Regions from separate parts of the Rattus norvegicus genome. Here region 2 is linked to region 1. Evidence: chromatin contacts called from public Hi-C data. All regions are on one chromosome and are shown on one strand. The core of a region is the stretch at or near the end of the contact, and the rest is flanking DNA. Distances in the headings are between cores, read along the strand shown. Region 1 holds the start of Fam120c (family with sequence similarity 120 member C). Region 2 holds the start of Phf8 (PHD finger protein 8).

The links. Hi-C and Micro-C count contacts between places; a contact is called where the count stands out from the background.
Region 2: a contact with region 1 is called in a Hi-C map of frontal cortex, with 4 times the contacts expected there. The contact joins the promoter of Phf8 here to the promoter of Fam120c in region 1. A contact is called at or near these places in 2 of 12 Hi-C or Micro-C datasets (frontal cortex and mammary epithelial cells).

The regions. Positions count from the first base shown.
Region 1 is chrX:23,765,663-23,769,713 of GRCr8, forward strand. Fam120c (family with sequence similarity 120 member C) reads left to right here and starts at 1,903. Exons shown (of 16, transcript NM_001427708.1): 1 at 1,903-2,613. The coding sequence starts at 1,930.
Region 2 is chrX:23,965,679-23,969,729 of GRCr8, forward strand. Phf8 (PHD finger protein 8) reads left to right here and starts at 1,900. Exons shown (of 22, transcript NM_001108253.1): 1 at 1,900-2,038; 2 at 3,089-3,283. The coding sequence starts at 3,186.

The DNA.
Region 1 (4,051 bases), core at 653-3,152:
GGGCTCTGGGGATTGAACTCAGGTTCTCATGTTTACAAAGCAAGCATTTTAACCAGAGAGCCATCTCACCAGCTTAGAAAGGATGCTTTGAAAGTAGATTAATATAAGAGTTTTCATCTAAAAGTATCTCACTTGTGGGATCCAATTATTTTTGTTGTTGTTAGGGTTTAATGTTTTTTCTTTACTGTTTGTTTGGTTTCATTCTTATCCCAGGCTGACATGGAAAACACTAGTTTCAAGGTGGCAATCCTCCTGCCTTGTCCTTCTGAATGCTGGGTTTACAGATGTAAGCCAACACATCCAGTTAAAATATGGCATTACAAGAATATGCGAACATGATAGGATTTATTTACTCTCTTGCTTCTTTGAAATCACTGGGTAGCCTAGGTTGACCTGAAACTTAAGGTGATTGTCCTATTTTAACCTCTTGAGTGCTGGAATTGCAGGCACATACCACCATACCTAAGACAACAGCTTCTGCAGTAACCCTATCAATTTAACAATGAGAGGGCTAATTTCTAGGACAGGGATGCTGGGCAAACTCTCTAGTAAGCACATTTTACTGAAAGCATCTATTCCCTCCATCTTTCATCCCTTCCTTCCCCTTCATGTTGTCCTCCCATCCCTGCCACTCTAGACCTTATGACAAACCCCTTTCTAGAATTTGCAACCAGTTTGCATTTCCATCCTAACAGACCAGTCTGATGCCATTCCTGAGGTTCTGCCCTTTTGTGTTCTGCAGATCTTATTTTCTGCTGTATTCTGGCTGAAGGACTGAGCCCTAAAAGCTTGACAGAAGAAGGCTCTACATGGATTTCATTGGAGAAGCATGCTGAAACGTACTCTTCAAAAGACTGTGATCAAATTAGAAGCTTTGCAGCTATTTTGAATTGCTCCCACATGGGCAAATTTACTAGGTTGGAAAACAAATCACCTAACCATATTCATAGCTGAGTACCAATAAGGTCCAAGTTGTAGTTGAATTTGAGCGAGTGTTTAATCTCCCTGACCAGAGATCCTGAGGCAACTTAGAGTCGATTTTAGTTTGTCTATGCATTCATTGTATTAAATAAATGTTTTTACCATTCGTAAGGGGGACAACTCTTCAAAGTATGACAGTAGCTAAAATCAAGTGGATTGATACAGAAATGGTAGTGGTTGTTATGCTTCACATGTGTTCTTTTCCATTCATTTAATGTTGTGCATATTATCTTTTCTATGGAAGGGAAATTTCTCCCTCTCAAGGAACTTTAGCTCACTTTAGCCAAATTCTACCAATCCACAGTACTTCCTTTCCCATGATGCATCAGCTCCATTCCTTTCCCTGGGAATGGTGGTGTAATATCCTGAGGCAACTCGGTTGGATACTAAGAGTTCTGGTGTAAATCCTATACACACATTTTCATGCCTTGCTTCTTCTGACACTTACGAACATCAAGGCCTGACAGGAGTGATCCTCTGGTTCGAAGACTAGATCCTGAGGCTATCCAGGAAAAGACTACAACTCCCAGGATGCTCATCCGCCCCGCCCCTGCACCCCTCCCCCAGCTAGAAAGCGAGTATCACAGAGAAGACGAGGCAACATGGCTCCCGGAGGTGGAAGGCAGAGGCTTCACCCCCTTTGAAGAGGTGAAGAAGAGCAGCGGAGGGGAACGGGAAAAGAGAAGTGACTACGATTTGTCATCGCTTTTATCTTCCCAGCCTCTTCTGAGTCTGGTCAGCCTCACCTCTGCTCTCCATCCGCACCCAGTCTGTGGTCTCCTCCCCTCCCCGCCCACGTTCCCTCGCCCCTCCCGCTCTCGAACCCTCTCCCCGCCCCCCTCGCCCCTACCCCCCGCGGAGTGCGCACGCGCCCGCCTCCAGCTTCGCGCGGGGATCGCCGCCTGGCTCGCTTGCGCAGCCGCTGTTTCTTCTGCCCACGGAGGAAGCATGGGCGTCCAGGGCTTCCAAGAGTTCCTGGAGAAGCGCTGTCCCGGGGCTGTGGTGCCTGTGGACCTCCTCAAACTCGCGCGCACCGTCTCGCGCCAGCAGCAGCAGCAGCACCTGCACCGCCAGCTGCCGCCAGCAGCCCTAGCGCCAGGGGCTCCACGCATCGCCAGGGGCTCTGCTCCTCTGCCGCCGCCGCTCCCGCCTGCTGCCTTTGGTGCTTACTCCGGGGGCGCGGGGCCGACTCGGCACCATCACCCTGCTCACCATTTCCACCACCATGGCCAAGCGCCGCCAGGGCTGCATCCGCCGCCGCCCCCTCCGCTGCCTGGGGCTCGGGTATTGGTAGACGCGGGCTCCGCGCTGCCGCGGCTCTATGGTGGCTACCAGACGGATTGGGTTTGTGGCGGCCAGTGGAATGCCATGCTGGGCTACTTGTCAGCGCTGTGCCAGGCTTGTGCCTATCCGGGCGGAGACGGCCTGGAGCTGGTGGTCATGTTCCCTGGGGGCCTGGGGAAGGACCGACTGGCGGAGTGGGGCCGTCGGTGCCAGGCGGAGCGGCAGACTGCGCAACTGATCGTGGGACACGTGGGCAACAAGGGCACCCCTCCACCGCGGGCCTGGTTCCTGCCACCTGCCTGTCTGAGCCACTGCGTGAGGCTAGCACTCATCCGCTTCCGGGTCAAGGTGAGGGAGGGGTTAGATTTTAAATGAAATGCCCCACACCTGTTCCTTCCAGACTAAACACCTAACCATGCCACCCACTCAGTCAGCTAACTTACTGGCGACCATTTCCTCCACTTGTGCCCCGTCATATGGCCTACCAATTCCCTTGCCTACGTGATTGTATCTCCCTATCCATGCCATCCCAGTAACCCCCTTTGCTTACGCAATTGGCCTACCTGTTGGTTTTAGTAGAATTGACCCAACATTTTTCCGGGGCTTCATGTTTCTCTTGCTATCATCCCCCCTCAAATATTTTTTTTTCATTTTCCAGTTGACATTCCCTCCCCTATATCTGTTTTCAACCCCGTGACAAATAAAACAGATATTAGTCGAACACCTTTGTTCTATATTTTCCCCCATTTGACACCTAGTACTTCTTTTTTACCCATCCTTTAAGTCCTTTTCATTTCAACATGCTTTTATCTTGGCATGCCTTAGCCCAAACAATTCACTGATTGACTCACTATTCAGGAAGATGAACACGCTCAGTAGGGGGTTTCAAAGATGGGGTGGTAGGGCGGGTGGGCTTTCCAAAGCCCTGAGACACCATTCTTTTCCTTGGAAGATCAGATGCGCAACATTTACTTAATGGTGTAAATATGCCTGGTGATTCTGTTTTCTGGTCAGTAAGTACAGTACGTGTTTGGGTAGGTGGGTGGGGTGATAATCTGTGGGCTAAAATGGTCCAGGGAAACTTCCAGAAAAAGATAGACCTTACCTAAGACTGCGAGAACGGGCTAAATTTGAATGGTTCATGGGTTTGGGAGGAGGTTTAATTAAAGAGGTTGAAGAAATCGGGCAGAGGCCAAAAGAAATTCCAAGTTCATGAGGCTCCATGGGTTTAAATCTAAGTCCAGCCTCTGAGTAGTTGGGCCGCTGCATATGGAGCCTGGGGAAAAGCTTGGCAGCATCCCCGGGTCTTGGCACCGCTGCTATTACGCTGTTGCTTTCCCATACTCTTAGGTTTCAAGTTGCTACGTGTAGAGAATAGCAAGGCTTGAGAAGTAAGGAGGTGGGCAGGAAAAAGGAAAAGAAAAGCGCTACAGGGTTAGGTGGGAAGAAACTGCAAACCCATTTTCTAACCAGAGTTTTGGGGGATGTCCTCTCAGAATTGGGGATTTGGGAATTCTGAAACAAAACAGGTGGCAGCTGGTGGAGTAAGGAGGGAGCAGAGCCAGAAAGATCTGCTACATAGAGAAATTTGCGATGGTTATAGAATGTGACTAGAATTCAACAATGCTAGATATACGGGACTCAGCATCAAATCTGTGCCTTGGCTGGATAGATTATAGCTTTTTATTTTGACAAGCCAGTAATGGACTGGGGGCATAGCTCAGTGGTAGAGTGTCCTTACTAACCTAGAGGCCCTTGCTTCAATCTCCTGACACCATGCATGCAA
Region 2 (4,051 bases), core at 650-3,149, 200 kb after region 1:
TTTGATTGTGTGATATAGGAACCCCATCCCTCACTTATGACCTGTCTTTTTGCTAGAGATGGGCTCTATAAGTTCCCTCTCCCCACTGTAGGGCATTTCATCTAAGGTCCCTCCCTTTGAGTTCTGAGAGTCTCTTATCTCCTAGGTCTCTGGAGGATCCCCCACCCGCCCCCACATCTCCTACCTTCCAAGGTTGCCTGCTTCCATTCTTTCTGCTGGCCCTTATGGCTTCAGTCCTTTACTCCCACCCAATACCAGATCATCACCCCCTGCCCTGCCCCAATTCTTTTTTTCCACTCCTCTTTTCCTTTTTTGGTAAGAAAGCATTCTTTTTTTAAAATTTTCTTTTTTCTTTTTTTTTTTTTACGTGCATTGGTGTTTTACCTGCACATGTATCTTGTGTGAGGGTGTCAGAACCCCTAGAACTGGAGTTACAGACAGCTGTGAGCTGCCATGTGGATACTGGGAATTGAACCAGGGACCTCTGGAAGAACAGCCAGTGCTCCTAACCTCTGAGCCATTTCCCCGGCTCCAGAAAACAATTTTTTTTAAATACATTTTCTTCTATAAAGTAATGAGATTCTCTAAGAAAGTGAGAAGTAGGGATATTTCATTAATGTCTGAAGAAAAAGAAACAGTGCCATCTTAAAGCATACTATTTTCAGTTAGAAAATCCTGGTACAGATATATGGAAAGCCTTGACTGATTTTGCTTCTTATAGAATTGAACCTGCAAGGTCCGTGACTAGAGCCTGGGAAGAGCCTCACAACTCAGTGTGGGAGAAATTAGATGCTGTCTTTTTTTTTCATTTTCCAGGATCTCAAATCATTTGCCTTCTCTAAACCTGTTTTTTCATTTGGTGATAATCACAGATTTTTTTCTTCCACAGGGTTAAGAGTAAATGATATTCCAACCATGGAAAATGGATCTCATCCACTAAAAGTGCTCGATGTACATGAGCTGTAGGGAGTATTTTGTCTCTTTCCCAAGGCTGAAACCCGCCCCCGCAGCCCTATGTATCAATTTTGCAGTTTGGAGCCACGGGCTTCACCTCCTCTCAGAGGAGGAGACGAGGGAGGGGCAGCGAGTGTTAGGAGGGAGGGAGGAGGAAGGTGCGGGGGTTTTCTTTTTTTTTTTTTCTTTTTTTTGTTTTTTTAAACTCCCGTGTTTACCCAGGGTTACGGAAGACTTGGGGTTCCAGGCCCCACTCAAAATGGAGCCAAACTACCGCCTCGCCTAAGATGGCGGCTTCCCCGCCTATCAGCTCAAGGTCTCAAGCACAATTGGGCCACCTAGCAGAGGCTCACATCCTAGGCTCTCTCAAGGTGTCGCCCCGCCCCATGACGTCACGCAAGAGTTGCGGGCTTGATGTTCCGGGCTCCACCTTCACCTCTAGTGCCCGAGCCTCATAAGATGGCGGCAAGCTTGTCTCCTCACAGAACGCCGCCACTCTCAATATGGTAGCTGTTTACCATATTTCTCCACCCCTCTCCGCTTCAGCTTCCTCGTGATTTTGAATAAACTTTATTGATTGCTTTGAATCTCCTACATCCCCCCTATTATTGGGTTCTGGCGACCTCTCAAGCAGTCTTTGCAGACCCGGCGAGCCTATCTCGTGAAGAGGGCAGCGACAAAGCCGCTTGCCAGTGCGCCCGGCGGCCCCGCCCCCTCGGCTTAGCCCTCGGTCTCTAGAAGGCTCTAAAGGGCCAGACTGTGGGGGGTTGGGGGGGGAGACTGTGGTGAACGCTGCCCTAAAGCCCGGTCAGACCACGGGCACTGCGTGACGCGGCATGTGGTTTCTAGGAGAAGGCAAGTAAGCTTCACAGTTTTGCAGCGGCAATCCCAGAATTCACCGCGCGCCGCCTCGGGCCGGAACTGCCCGAATAGCCTCTGCTTAGCGCAGAGCTGTGTTGCCCCGGAGCGAGCCTAGCCGCTGGCGAGTCTCTGGGGCTGAGCTCTGCGCCCTGAGGAGTTCCCCCTGCAGCCTCGGGCATGAAGAGATCTTTGTAGCGTTTGGGACCGTGGACGTTTTTATCAGGTTTGGGGCGTAAAAAGGTTCCTGTCAGTGGGGGAGGCGTAAAGAGATCCTCGTAAGTTTTGGGGGCTACGAGCAAGATAGATTCTTATTTCAGACGAGACGTCTGTCAGGTGTGGGGAACAGCAGAACCCTCGGCAGTCTGAGGGGATTGCAAAGCAATGCCTGCCATTTGGAGGTGTGGAAGGAAAAAAAATCTTCGCTTAGTTTCGCGGGTGTGAGGAAATTCTAGTCAGTTTACTGGGGCTTCGAAGAGATCCTTTTTAGTGTCAGGGGTGAGATGAGCACCCTGTCAGCTTTGGAGTGGAGGACGAAATTGCGGTTTATTTCATTTTGGAGCATAATGAGACTCCTTACTGCTCAGGAAGGAATGATACTGAGAATGACGAAAAGGATAATTTAAACTCTCCGAACGCAATCCCAGAACTGTGATTTGAGTTGGGTGCTTAGTCTTGTTTTCTTGTTCCTGAAGGCTTTGGGGGGGGGGGGTGAGGCAATTCGGAATAACCTGCGGAGACTTAGAGGGATTTCCGCATCTCTGCCTCTTCCTATTTTGGGGGGCTAGAGAGGGTCTCTGGTCTCTTCCTCAGCTTCCCTCTTCCCAGCCTCATCTTTTATGCCGCGGTTTGCGTCATAATAAAGGGAGCTGAGTCCTGGGAAGCAAGAGAGCAGTGAAGAGAGGGGTTCAGTGAGGGATTAAAGAAGCTTCCCGAAGGCTTTCAAGATATTTACATGAAACCCGGAAAGAAGTTGTCACTGACTTCAGGGCCAAAGAAGGTAGGGGTCTGGGGGAGGCGTTTGGAAGGCAGGGCAGAGCAGAAAGCAGAACGTTCTTTCTGTTCTTTCCAAGTGAAAGAAATCCTGAAGGGTGGGTGGACTTTCTCCACTTAACTCCTGCACTCTCACCAGCTGTGTTGAGTCCTGGCTTGGTTACTCCCTTTTTCAGAACTGGAGGTTGGTACCCAGGGGGTGGGGTGGGGGCGGAGACACGGAACGATTTGGAAACCTGGGGCCGGAGGAGTCACTTTGTAAAGAAGTGTTGTTTGTGTCTAGCCATCGTCTAGGGAAGGCGGCTTGCTTGTTGCTGCCTTTCTGACCCTGTAAAGCTTCAAAACTGGCACGGCGCAAAACGATCCAACCCCCTGTGAAGATGGCCTCGGTGCCTGTGTATTGCCTCTGTCGACTGCCTTACGATGTGACCCGCTTCATGATCGAGTGTGACATGTGCCAGGACTGGTTTCACGGCAGGTAAGAAGGGCAGGCCAGGCTGCTCAGGGTGCGTTGGCCAGGTGTGTTGTTTTCTCTTGCTCTCTCCTCCTCTCAGCCCTGTTTTCTACCTACTGCTCAGAAACTAGCCCCTCTCTCAATTTACTAGACTTAGGTTTTTCTATCCCTCTTCCGCGGACTAGGTCCTAGCTGGTTTCTCTCGTTTTCCTATATGTATTTATTGTACTATGTGTGTATATACGAATATAAATATATAAATATATCTATATATGCATGCATATTTGATTTTGTAGCTGTGTTCTAGCTACAAAGAAAGTATATGGTTGTGTTTTTCCGCATGTCCTGACTTTGGGGGAGTCAGTACTGTATTTTTGAGATATCCGAGTCCAAGAACATGGATTTCTTTGTAACTTACTATCAGTGGCCTTGGCCAAGTTGCTTTTGCTTTTGTGAGCCTCACTTACAAATCAATACCTCTTTCATAGCTGTAAAACAGTTTGCTTGCATTCTATAAATGGAGGCAGAACTGGAATAATATTTTATTTCTGTGCTGTCTGCAGGGCCATCTAACTAAATTAAAATAAAAAGACATAGGGTAAAACAGTAGGACAAATGCACCTGTCACTCAGGTTTCCAGTGAGGTTATTGTATGTAATAAAAATCAAAATGTTATCCTATTACTGGGGGGAATTTTTATACTGGAATATAATAAAAACAGTATATGGCACCATTCTCTTGCTTTATGTGAAGTTCTAAAATGCAAGTTGTCAATCTTAACTTTTAAAGGAG